2 separate regions of the Capra hircus genome follow, and region 1 is linked to region 2. The links are chromatin contacts, called in public Hi-C maps. All regions are on one chromosome and are shown on one strand. Each heading gives the region's core, a stretch centred on a gene start, on an enhancer-like site or on the middle of the called end of the contact. The rest is flanking DNA. Distances are from core to core; before and after follow the strand shown.

Evidence for each region. Hi-C and Micro-C count contacts between places; a contact is called where the count stands out from the background.
Region 1: a Hi-C map of blood shows a contact between it and region 2, with 2.0 times the contacts expected there. The contact joins the promoter of RAB37 here to the enhancer-like site in region 2. A contact is called at or near these places in 2 of 5 Hi-C or Micro-C datasets (both in blood).

Annotation. Positions count from the first base shown.
Region 1 is chr19:55,930,273-55,936,794 of ARS1.2, reverse strand. It overlaps RAB37 (ras-related protein Rab-37), which reads left to right and starts at 4,202. Exons shown (of 9, transcript XM_018063868.1): 1 at 4,202-4,657. The coding sequence starts at 4,586.
Region 2 is chr19:55,872,774-55,878,867 of ARS1.2, reverse strand. All of the region lies in intron 2 of RAB37 (ras-related protein Rab-37), which reads left to right. Among named protein-coding and RNA genes, the nearest start is that of SLC9A3R1, 12 kb to the right of the region's middle. Within about 2 kb of position 2,822, at least 1 of the 5 cell types and tissues checked has an H3K27ac peak or open chromatin away from gene starts, as enhancers often do.

The DNA.
Region 1 (6,522 bases), core at 2,953-5,452, 57 kb before region 2:
AAACCTCAGAAAGGGGAACAAGCAGTTGGCTGGATGTGTAACGTAGTTGCCCCTCTGGTGTGAGAGTCCCTGTGCAAATAAATACTTCCTCAGCATATGGAGACAGCTGTCAACAAAAACCTAATAGTTGATCTAAGAAAGAAACAGATATTTGTATTTATTTACTTACTGAAGGATAATTGTTTTACAGAATTTTGTTGTTTTCTGTCTAACATCAACAAGAATCAGCCATAGGTACATCCATGTCCCCTCCCTCCCATCTCCCTCCCCATCCCACCCTTCTAGATTGTTACAGAGCCCCTGTTTGAGATACTTTTATTCAAGACAATCTAAGGGGATTTCCTGGGTGGTCCAGTGAGCTAAGACTCTGTGCTCCCAATGGAGGATGCCTGGGCTCAATCTCTGGTCGGGGAACTAGATCCCACATGCTGTAACTAAGACTCAATGCAACCAAATAAAATAAATGAAATATGTATTAAAAAAAAAAAGACAATCTAAGGATTTAAACCCAGGAGTCAGTCTTTCAGAAAGCTCTGAGAACTGATATATATGTTTTTGAGACAAAGGGTTGTACCTCAGATGATGTATTTGATGGTTCATACAATCCAGATTTGCACGTACAAAGCAAGCTGTGGGTCATCATGATCCCTTACAAAATTACAAGGAATGCTACCTTCTAAGGAGATCGTTGCAAATGCGTGACACACACTGTAGGGGAGGGAGGAGACCAAACAAGCAGACAAATAAGTCATTTTTTTCCTACCTCATCATAAAATGAGTTTTATTTCATTGCAGTGTAAGAAAATGTCACCTCTAAAAAATTTAGACCAGAGAGCCCCATAAAATGAATCACTCTTCTGAGATAGGTCTGCAGATATGTAAGCGGATAGGATTGATGGGGGTCCCCAGAGGAAGAGAACCAAACACAGCTTTCTTGATATAAAAAGAAGTCATTTTGAAAGAGACACATGTACCCCAATGTTCATCGCAGCATTGTTTACAATAGCTAGGACGTGGAAGCAACCTAGGTGTCCATCGGCAGACGAATGGATAAGAAAGTTGTAGTACATATACATAATGGAGTATTACTGAGCCATTTAAAAGAATGCATCTGAATCAGTTCTAATGAGGTGGCTGAAGCTGGAGCCGATTATACAGAGTGAAGTAAGCCAGAAAGAAAAGCACCGATATAGTCTATGAAAGCATATATAAGGAATTTAGAAAGATGGTAACGATGACCCTATATGTGAGACAGCAAAAGAGACACAGATATAAAGAACAGTCTTTTGGATTCTGTGGGAGAAGGCGAGGGTGGGATGATTTGAGAGAATAGCATTGAAACATGTATATTACCATACGTGAAACAGATCACCAGCCCAATTTCGAAGTATGAAACAGGGCACTCAAAGCCAGTGCACAGGACAACCCAGAGGGATGGGCTGGGGAGGGAGGGGGGAGGGGGTTCAGGATGGGGGACACGTGTACACCCGTGGCTGATTCATGTCAGTGTATGGCAAAACCACCGCAACACTGTAAAGTAATTAGCCTCTAATTAAAATAAATAAATTAATTTTTTACAAAATAAAAAAGAAGGCCTTCTAAGCCTAAGCCAGCTTGTGATCTAAGGCTGGCCACAGTACCCTTGCAGAATGAGTCTCATTAGTAGTTAGTGATTTCAAGGGGAAAAAAGAATGTAAGAAACATTAGCTATTACCAGCCCAGGGAGATAACTTAACCATATCAGAGACACTATCAGTTACGAAGACCCGCCAGTTCTGTTTTGAAGGTAAGGTTAGCCTAAAGCACATTCTTGAGCTATTTTGCAAGATCCAAACCCCCTAAAGCAATCAACCACCAGACCAACAGGAACCTAAGGAATAATGATGCTGATCTTTGCTGACCATTCTGTCTTCAGTCAGCTAGAGCCTGGACCCTGTCTACGCCCCAACTCTACACTGCATTCTCCTCTACTCAAGCCCCTTCATGAATAAATATGTACCCTTGCTGTGCTGTGCTGTTGCTGCTGCTAAGTCACTTCAGTCATGTCCAACTCTGTGTGACCCCATAGATGGCAGCCCACCAGGCTCCCCCGTCCCTGGGATTCTCCAGGCAAGAACACTGGAGTGGGTTGCCATTTCCTTCTCCAATGCATGAAAGTGAAAAGTGAAAGGGAAGTCACTCAGTCGTGTCCAACTCTTCGCGACCCCATGGACCGCAGCCTACCAGGCTCCTCTGTCATTGAATTTTCCAGGCAAGAGTACTGGAGTGGGGTGCCATCGCCTTCTCCGGTGCTGTGCTGTACTCAGTTGCTAAGTCATGTCTGGCTCTTCTATGACCCCATGGATTGTAGCCTGCCAGGCTCCTCTGTCCATGGGATTTTCCAGACAAGAATACTGGAGTGGGTTGCCATTTCCTCTTTCAGGGGAGTTTCCCAATCCAGAGATAGAACCCAACCCAGGAATCCAACTCACATCTCCTATGTCTCCCGCATCAGCAAGCAGATTCTTTACCACTGAGCCATCTGGGAAGCCCAGGCACCCTTAGCTTAAAATTTTCCCAATTTTGCTGTTTGGGGAGAAACTGCTTTGGGAAAGACCCCTGGTGTTCTCCTTACTTACTGCAAGTAATTAATCCTTCCTTCTCTCACCCTTTGGCTTGGTTGCGTCTTTGGTTAGACACTCCCCCAAGAGGTAAACCCAGTTTTCAGGTAACAAAGTTTCTTGCCAATGACACTTGAGCAGCTCCAAATATTAAAAACATACCAATCCAAAATGTAATTTCTGTGAGAACAAGGTGTTTTCAAAAATTATTATGTTGATTTAAAATGTTACAAAAAGGTCCAGAAGGCATGAAGCCCAGAAAAATAGGTTGGAAATCAAATTTCTGTTTCTTTGGTTGGTTTTACAGTTTAAAAAGAAAGAAATATTTTTCACATAGTTGTCTCATTCACTCCTCACAAAAGCCCAATGAGATAGGCACAAATTGTTCAACCTATTTTACAGATGAGAAAACATAAGCTATCCCAGAAGACTTGCATGGTTTGGTTAAAGCCACCTAGCCAAAAAAGAAATTGAAACCTAGAAGTAAAATGCACCCTTTTAATCTTAGGCCTGGCCCTTTCCTTCCATATTGTATTGTCTCTAGAAGCTGGTGGTGATAGAATTTGTGTCTAATGAGGTAGTTGCTTGCTGAATGCCCAAGTCATCATATGAGGATGACCCCTGAGATCACTTCTCAGCTCCCTGTTCCCATAGGGGTCAACTTCAAGTTCACTTTTTCAGGTGGTAACAAAAGCCTGCAAATTGCTGGTCCCAGCAGCAGGACTTTCCCAGTGTTTAGGAGAAGTAGACAGAGTTCTCATTCCCTTGTCCAGAAGGCACAATAGCTAACATTTTTTGAGTTCCTAATACGTGTCAGGCACCATTCTAGGCTCTTTATGTGAATAAACTTATTAAAACCTCAGAACAACACCATGACGTAGGTACTATTATTATTTCCACTTCATGGAGGCTTAGGGGAAGTTAAGTAACTTGCCGAGGTTACACAGCTTATCATTTTCAGAGTTGTGATTTGAACTCTGGAGCCCGTACCCTTAATCAAACAACCCTTCTGCCTCACCCAAGCCAATTGTTCTTAAGTCGGTCAGCCATGTTCGACTCTTTTCTACCCCATGGACTATACAGTCCATGGAATTCTCCAGGCCTGAATGAATACTGGAGTGGGGAGCCTTTCCCTTCTCCGGGGGATCTTCCCAACCCAGGGATCGAACCCAGGTCTCCCTCATTGCAGACAGGTTCTTTACCAGCTGAGCCCCCAGGGAAGCCATCATTTTTCAGAGTTATGATTTGAATTCTGGAGCCCAAATCAAATAGCCCTTCTGCCTTTCCCAAGCCAAGTGTTCTTAAGTTTGGGGGAGGGGGACATACACATCCTAGAGAGTGTAATTTAAGCTCTGGACCCTCTCTGTAGGGAAATGCAGGTAAGCAGAATTGTGCAAATTATTTCAGAAACTTCAGGGACCCCTCTGGGCCCTCAACTGTAGACCTCATACATCTTGTAGGGAACTGTCTAGAGATCAAAGAGAAGTGGCTCCAGCGCCGCTGGGCTTCGCCTCTGCAACCGCAGGAGGAGAGCTGAGCTGCGTGCTGTGACGGGGATGTTCGGTCACTAAAAATCAGGAATGGTGAGCTCCCGGGACCACAATGCCCTGAGAACGCAGCCGGAACGCTGAGATCCCAGGATCCGGTAGCTGAATGAGATTCGCACGGACTGCAGGCTAGACTGAAATCTTCCATCCCTCCCAACAGCCTGGAGTCGCGAGACAGGGGACGGGATCTCAGAACTCTGGCCCTGGGCGCGCAGGGACGGTATCGCTGTTCCTGGTGCTGAAACACTGCGGTCGCAGAAGGGAGAGGCCGCCTGCTCTTAGGGTACCGCGCCGCAGCGGCTGCGGGAGCTGTCCAGTGCTGAAACGGATGCGGCAGGCCGGCCGGGCTTAGACCCGAGCCTGCTGCACCCGTAGGAGACCGGACGGAGCTGACGCAGAGCGCTGGGAGAGCGGGGAACAGCGGGCTCCAAGCCGGGAATGGACCTGCAGAGACTCGACTCCTACCAAGGGGGAGCCGGCCCTGACTTCCATGAGCACGTCCTGCATAAGGTAAGGATCTCCTCGGGTCACCCCCACCACCACCCCCACCCCCGGCTCCCATCTCAATCCTGGGGGAGGGCTCCGTCACCAGTTCTCTCTCTTCTCTTGGCTTTGGAACTTAGAGGGAAACTAGACCGTTTCTGTGAGCCTGGGGGATCCTTTCTGCCTGATGTTGTTTGTTACTTAAAACAGATGCGGGTACACGGGGGAGGGGCCGCCGCCAGAGGTTCAGATCGTCAGGGGCTTCATTCATTCATTTAAATCACTTGGATCCCTTTCTCACATCCTCTCTCCTGACTCTCAGCCCTGTGACCCTCAAGAACCTTTGCATTCCATAACCCTTGTGGAAGGGTACATTGTTCTTCCACCCTTGCCTCCCAAGCTCCAGTCCCATTAAGTCTGGTGGTTGTGGTCAAATACCCGAATTCCTGGCCAACTTGGCTGAAATTAAACATCGAAGTGGTCTGCAGCAAAAATAAACTGTTGTTTTCAAACCAGACTCCCTTGCACCTCCGGAAACCTGCCCTCCAGCCAGGACTCACTCATAGCTTCCTGAAAGTGCTTATTTCATAGCTCACACTCACCCGTTGCTTCTCTCATTCAAGATTTTTATATAACTAAGTTATCAGTAACATAACTAAATTATCAGTAATGTAAATTATCAATAACATCCTCTTGAAGTGGATTGTTGGGGAAAAGTAGCAGCCTCCCTCCAGGCAACACTTTTCAATTCAAACCCATCAGTCAGGACTTTCCTGGTGGTCCAGTGGCTAATACTCTACACTTCCAATGCAGGGGGCCTGGGTTCGATCCCTGGTCAGGGAACTAGATCCCACAAGCTGTAACTAAAGTTTCCTGTATCCACAACTAAGACCCGACGCAGCCAAATAAATAAATATTTGTTTAAATCACTGTGAATAAGCAGAATATATATTTTGCCATAAGAAGTCACCATTGCTCCTCATCTCTTTCTCTGCCTTCTTCGTTCAGCCCTTTTATTTCCTGCTTTGTTAACACTGGTTTATCTTTTAGTCCCTGAAAGGCAGCACACAGTCCTATACATGGAGATTTTTTTTAATCAAGGTATCACTCTGAAAATTCCATGAATGTAAGCTTTGAAGTAATCTCATCCACTTTTGTTCTCTACTATACAGTTGTTGGCCTTCCCAGGTTGTGTTAGTGGTAGAGAACCCACCTGCCAATGCAGGAAACATAGGAGATGTGGGTTTGATCCCTGGGTCAGGAAGATCCCCTGGAGGAGGGCATGGCAACCCACTCCAGCATTCTTGCCTGGAGAATCCCATGGACAGGAGCCTGGTGGGCTACAGTCCTTAGGGTTACACAGAGTTAAACACGACTGAAGCCTACTAGCATCCATGCATGCCTCCCAGTTGATATTTGAGGAAACTCAAACCTGGAGTGGTAAAGTGACTTGCCCAAGTAAACAAGGTAGTGAATGGCAACATGCTAAAAGCCAGGAATTATATTAAGTCTAATATTCTTTTCTCTCTATAAGTGAAGTCCACGGACCTGCAGCATTGACGTTACCTTAGAGCTTGTTAGAAATGTGACATCTCAGGCTCCACCCCAGACCTGCTGAATCTAAATATGTGTTTTAACATGATCTCTAGAAAATAAATATGCACATTAAGCTTTCAGATACTGCCAGGTGCCACACTGGCTATTTCTGATACAAATTGTAGAAAGCCAACTATGAAGAGAAGAGGGTCTATAGATTTGATGAGTCCAGTGACTTCTCCCTTTAGGCCCCTGAACCTCTAAGGTATAGAGAAGAAGAAAAATGCATAACTTCCCCAGTTAGGAAGTTTAAAAACCACCACTGTTTGAAATAAACTAGAATAAGGTCTGTGTTC
Region 2 (6,094 bases), core at 1,573-4,072:
CGGCGGTCAGGCACCTCAGACTCTAATGTAGGTGTTCTCCCAGCTCTGCGGGTTTCTTGCCGCCCCCTCCGCTCACTCCCCCATCTCCTGAATGCCCTCCTCTGAACAACCATGAGGCTTCACGCAGCAGCATCACTTCCGTACTGGGAGGTTGTGTCAGGGTGACTTGTGTACCAGAGGAGGTCAGGGAGATCGGTTAGGGGTGAAGTGTGGGGTGTGTGCCTTCTGGACTTGGGGGTGATGAGAGGGGCTGGGGTCATTGAGAGACACTGCATTCAGAGGGTTATCTCTACCTCTAGGGAAGGTGTGAGATGTGGGGGTCAGTGAGGAGGGTGTCTGTGCAGTGATGTAGCGTGCATGTTGGGAAGTGGTGTTGAGTCCGGTCTGTGACCGTGAAGTGGTGACACGTGTTTGAGGGATGTGAGATGTGTGTGTTTGCAGAGGGGGTGAGGCATTGTGTGGCTATGGTCTGATATGAAGGGTACCCATGCTCACTGATAAAAGCGGTGCATGCGGAATGATTTGAGGTGCTTATGTGACTTGACTTGAGGTGTGCATGATGTGAGCAGTGTGTGTTTCTGTGGCCTGGGTGGTGTATATGATTTGAGGTGTGTGTGTGAGGTGTGTGCATGATGTAAGATGTGTATTTGTGGTGTGAGCCATTGTGTGTCTGTGGTGTGAGCTGTCTGCTGTCTGTGATGGGGTGTGAGGTATGTGTGTGCCTGGGTGTGACATGTCTCTGTGTGTGTGTCACATGAGGTGTGTGTGTCTGTCATATGAGGTGTGTGCGTGTCTGGGTGTGAGGTGTCTCTGATGGGGTGTGACGTGTCTCTGTGTGTGTGTACATGAGGTGTGTGTGTCTGTCATATGAAGCATGTGCATGTCTGGGTGTGAGGTGTTTCTGATGGGGTATGACGTGTCTGTGTGTCTGTCATGTGAGGTGTATGTGTGTGTGTCTGTCATATGAGGTGTGTGCATGTCTGGGCGTGACGTGTCTCTGTGTGTGTGTCTGTGTGTGTGTGTCACGTGAGGTGTGTGTGTCCGTCATATGAGGTGCGTGCATGTCTGGGTGTGAGGTGTCTCTGATGGGGTGTGACGTGTCTCTGTGTGTGTGTCTGTGTGTGTGTGTGTCTGTAGGTGTGTGTGTCTGTCATATGAGGTGTGTGCATGTCTGGGTGTGAGGTGTCTCTGATGGGGTGTGACATGTCTCTGTGTGTGTGTCTGTGTGTGTGTGTGTCTGTAGGTGTGTGTGTCTGTCATATGAGGCGTGCACATGTCTGGGTGTGAGGTGTCTCTGATGGGGCATGACGTGTCTGTGTGTGTGTGTCATGTGAGATGTGTGTGTCACGTGAGGTGTGTGTGTCTGTCATATGAGGCGTGCACATGTCTGGGTGTGAGGTGTCTCTGATGGGGTGTGACGTGTCTCTGTGTGTGTGTCTGTGTGTGTGTGTCACGTGAGGTGTGTGTGTCTGTCATATGAGTTGTGTGCATGTCTGGGTGTGAGGTCGTCTCTGATGGGGTGTGACGTGTCTCTGTGTGTGTGTACATGAGGTGTGTGTGTCTGTCATATGAAGCATGTGCATGTCTGGGTGTGAGGTGTTTCTGATGGGGTATGACGTGTCTGTGTGTCTGTCATGTGAGGTGTATGTGTGTGTGTCTGTCATATGAGGTGTGTGCATGTCTGGGCGTGACGTGTCTCTGTGTGTGTGTCTGTGTGTGTGTGTCACGTGAGGTGTGTGTGTCCGTCATATGAGGTGCGTGCATGTCTGGGTGTGAGGTGTCTCTGATGGGGCATGACGTGTCTGTGTGTGTGTGTCATGTGAGATGTGTGTGTCACGTGAGGTGTGTGTGTCTGTCATATGAGGCGTGCACATGTCTGGGTGTGAGGTGTCTCTGATGGGGTGTGACGTGTCTCTGTGTGTGTGTCTGTGTGTGTGTGTCACGTGAGGTGTGTGTGTCTGTCATATGAGTTGTGTGCGTGTCTGGGTGTGAGGTCGTCTCTGATGGGGTGTGACGTGTCTCTGTGTGTGTGTCTCTGTGTGTGTGTGTGTCTGTAGGTGTGTGTGTCCATCATATGAGGTGTGCACATGTCTGGGTGTGAGGTGTCTCTGATGGGGTGTGACATGTCTCTGTGTGTGTGTCTGTGTGTGTGTGTGTCTGTAGGTGTGTGTGTCTGTCATATGAGGTGTGTGCGTGTCTGGGTGTGAGGTGTCTCTGATGGGGTGTGACGTGTCTCTGTGTGTGTGTGTGTGTATGTGTGTCTGTAGGTGTGTCTGTCTGTCATATGAGGCGTGCACATGTCTGGGTGTGAGGTGTCTCTGATGGGGCATGACGTGTCTGTGTGTGTGTGTCACGTGAGGTGTGTGTGTCCATCATATGAGGCATGTGCGTGTCTGGGTGTGAGGTGTCTCTGATGGGGCGTGACGTGTCTCTCTGTGTGTGTCATGTGAGGTGTATGTGTGTGTGTCTGTGGTAAGGTGCTAGGAGTGGGTGGGGTGACGTGTGCCCGGTGTGAGCACTCGGGGAGATGCAGGCTGCCCCAGCGTGTACACAACACTAGAGAGGCCGTCAGGAAGGCTGGACTCCCCAGAGGCTGCATCCTCCGTCCGCTCTCTCCGCCACCCCTCCTGTCTAAAGACACTCCCCATCTCTGAGTGGGCTGTGCAGCCTCCCTTTGGGGCAACACTTGCCACCCTGGCACCTCCCAGCTCTGAACATCCCTGACCCCCTCTCACTTCTGCCTCCCTGGAGGCTGCCCTTGAACACCCCACCTGATGCTGCAGTGTCCCAGAGGACAGCATGTGACATACTGCGCACACAACACCACCCACAGGCCCCAGACCTGGCAGGCCAGACAGACACAGCCCAGAGGAGTCCAGCCGGGCCTCTCTGCCATGTTAGTGGGCTTCATGCCCCACTGCTACCAACCTGCCCACAGTGGAGATGCAGCCACACAGCGCTTGTATTTCTCCACCATTTCTAGAGCATCCACACCAATGGGCAACTTTCTCCATCCCAAACCTGCCACAGGACAAAGACGGTCTTGCGGAAGCCGACACAAACCACAGCTGGAGGCCAGAAATCAAGGCATAGGCAGGGCCACACTCCCTCTGAAGGCTCAAGGGAAGGCCCCTCCTCGCCTCTCCCAGCCTCTGGCAGCTCCTGGAAGCTCTTGGCATTCCTTCACTCGTAGCTGCAACGCTCCCAGCTCTACATCTGTCTCCACATAGCCATTTTCTCCCTGCGTCCTCTTCTTAAAAGGATACCATTCACGTCGGATTGAGGTCCCACCTCCTCCTCCCTGGACAGTGTATTAAAAAACAGGGACATGACTTTGCCTACAAAGGTCCATTTAGTCAAAGCTATGGTTCTTCCAGTAGTCATGTATGGATATGAGAGTTGGACCATAAAGAAGGCTGAGCACTGAAGAATTGATGCTTTTGAACTGCGGTGTTGGAGAAGACTCTTGAGAGTCCCTTGGACTACAAGGAGAGCAAACCAATCCATCCTAAAGGAAGTCAACCCTGAATATTCATTGGAAGGACTGATGCTGAAGCTGAAGCTCCAATACTTTGGCCACCTGATGCAAAGAGCTGAATCATCAGAAAAGACCCTGATGCTAGGAGGGATTGAGGGCAGGAGGAGAAGGGGATGACAGAGGATGAGATAACTGGATGGCATCACCAGCTCAATGGACATGAGTTTGAGCAAACTCCGGGTGATAGTGAAAGATAAGGAAGCCTGGCATGCTGCAGTCCACAGGGTTGCAAAGAATCAGACACGACTTAGCAACCAAACAATAACCTCTCCTCTAAGACCTCATCTTAAATAATTATACCCGCAATGACCCTACTTCCAAATAAGGTCACATTCTGAGTTGTTAGAGCTTAGGACTTGAGCTTGTCTCTGAGAAGGGGGGAATCACAATGCAACCCACATCAGCCTGGTTGGCAGAGGAAAGCCAAAGAGGACCAGACCACATCCCCTCTCTCCTTCCCCCTCAGTCATCACCCTCTTGGGCTAAAACCCTGCAGGGTTCCTGTGTGAGCCCTCAGAACACTGAACAGACTGGGGCGTTATTTGAGACCAAAGCCTGCGACGCCCAAATAGCAGGCAAGAGGGCACATAGGCAGGGCTCTGTGTCCTCCCTGCTCGCGTCCCTCCCTATGTGGCATGAGGTTGTGGCACACCCACTTCCGGAAAACAGCTCCTGGGACTTCCCTGGTGGTGCAGCGGTTAAGACTCCACACTTCTAAAGCAAGGTGGGTGGGTTTGATCCCTGGTCAGGGAACTAAGATCCCACATGCTGCACTTTGAGGCCAAATAAATAAATAAATAAAAACAGTGCTCCATGGAAAATAGCTCCAAGTGATGCCTAAAGTTCCAGGGCAGGAGGCAGGTGTACACATACAGTCCCCACGAGGCTTATGGTCGCCCGTAAGCCAGGCCTGCCCCTTGTCCCTCACCCACAATACCTCATTAAAGAGGTGCAGGGCCCCTGCCCCTCTACATGCCCCTCACCCAGTCCCTCTGTAAAGTACCCACCCTATTCCATGGGAACCTGACCGCACTTATGTAGGATTTGGGATCAGGTAATTGAATGGTGGGATGGCATCACCGACTCGAGGGACATGAGTTTGAGTAAGCTCCGGGAGTTGGTGATGGACAGGGAAGCCTGGCGTGCTGCAGTCCATGGGGTTGCAATGAGTCAGACACGACTGAGCGACTGAACTGAATTGAATTGAATGGTTAGCCCAGGCCAGGGCCCCTGAACTTTGCTCTGGACCACCCCTGGACACACTCTTAGTCTCTGTCAACAAAAGCAGGAGGATTCCTGGGAGGTCCTAGAGACTCAGCTCAAACTGATTCACAACTTTATGAATTCATTTGGTACCAGGCTTTAAGACCTACTAGGTGCCAGAGGGGAGGGCCACACGTGGATAAGGCTAGTCCTGCCTGGAGGAGCACCTGGATTGGGAAGTGTGCCGGGAAGCCCGCCTGGGAAAGCTCTCCCGGTAGGGGACACTCTGGGCACAGCCCAAGAGGTCAGGGGGGAACAGGGGAAGTGTCAAAGTGCAAGCACCGCCGGGGGCCCAAGCAAGTGCGCTGCATGGTGAGTACCCACCGGTCGGAAAACACAATCACATTCGGATGACGTCGAGCTAGGGCCCACTAGCAAGAGCGAAACTGCCTGCAAGCTGCGCTCAGGACGCAAGCGTGCTCTCGAACCCCGCGCCGCGCGGCCCAGGGGCGTTTCCACTCTCCCCGGACCCCGCCCCCAGTCCCCCCACCCCAGCCACCTGTGGACCGCAGGCCGGATGGAGCTCGGGCGTCGCCTGCCGGCCACGCTGGGCAGCCGCAACCCGGGCGCTAGCCCGCGGGTCCCAGTGATGCCAGACCTTCCCCAGAAGGCGGGGTCCCCAGGGACAGCTCCCCGTGGAACCCTAAACCTGGCAGCTGGCGGCCCTGGGGAGCTGTCCTCGGCTGGATTTGGCCTACGCCCTCCGATCGGTGCGGCTCTAGGAGCCTGCCTGCCCCCTCGAGAGCTGACTCTGCGGTCCTGCGCGCCCCCGCGGGACAGCCAGCTCCCCGCCAGCGTCGTTCAGGTGGCGGAACGGAGGGAGGAGCCTGTCGGGGTCCCGGCCTGGGGCGGTGGAGGGGAGAAGGAGCGGGCGGAGCTTCAAGCGGGGCGTTTCCTGCCTGTCCCTCGGCCGCCGCGGGCCCGAGCTCACCTCTGGTCCAGGGACATGACGGGCACGCCTGGCACCGCGGCCACCCGGGATGGCGAGGCCCCCGAGCGCTCCCCCCCCTGCGGGCCGAGCCACGATCTCACGGGCAAGGTGGGTGGGCCCCGCGCCCAGCACTGGGGACTACGGTGCCGGCTCTGGTGGGGGTGAGCCGGGGGCCGCCCTTCCCCCGCCCTTCCCCCCCCCCCCCGCCCCCAGCCCCTCTCTGGCTGCGGCTGCGCTGGACTCATCCCATCCCCGCCCCCCCACCCCCGACAGCCAGGTCTTCCCAGAGTAAGCGGGGAAGGGTCGAGACAGCCCCTGGGCCCATGCCAACGTCCAGGGATCTGGGAGAGAAGAGAGGTGCG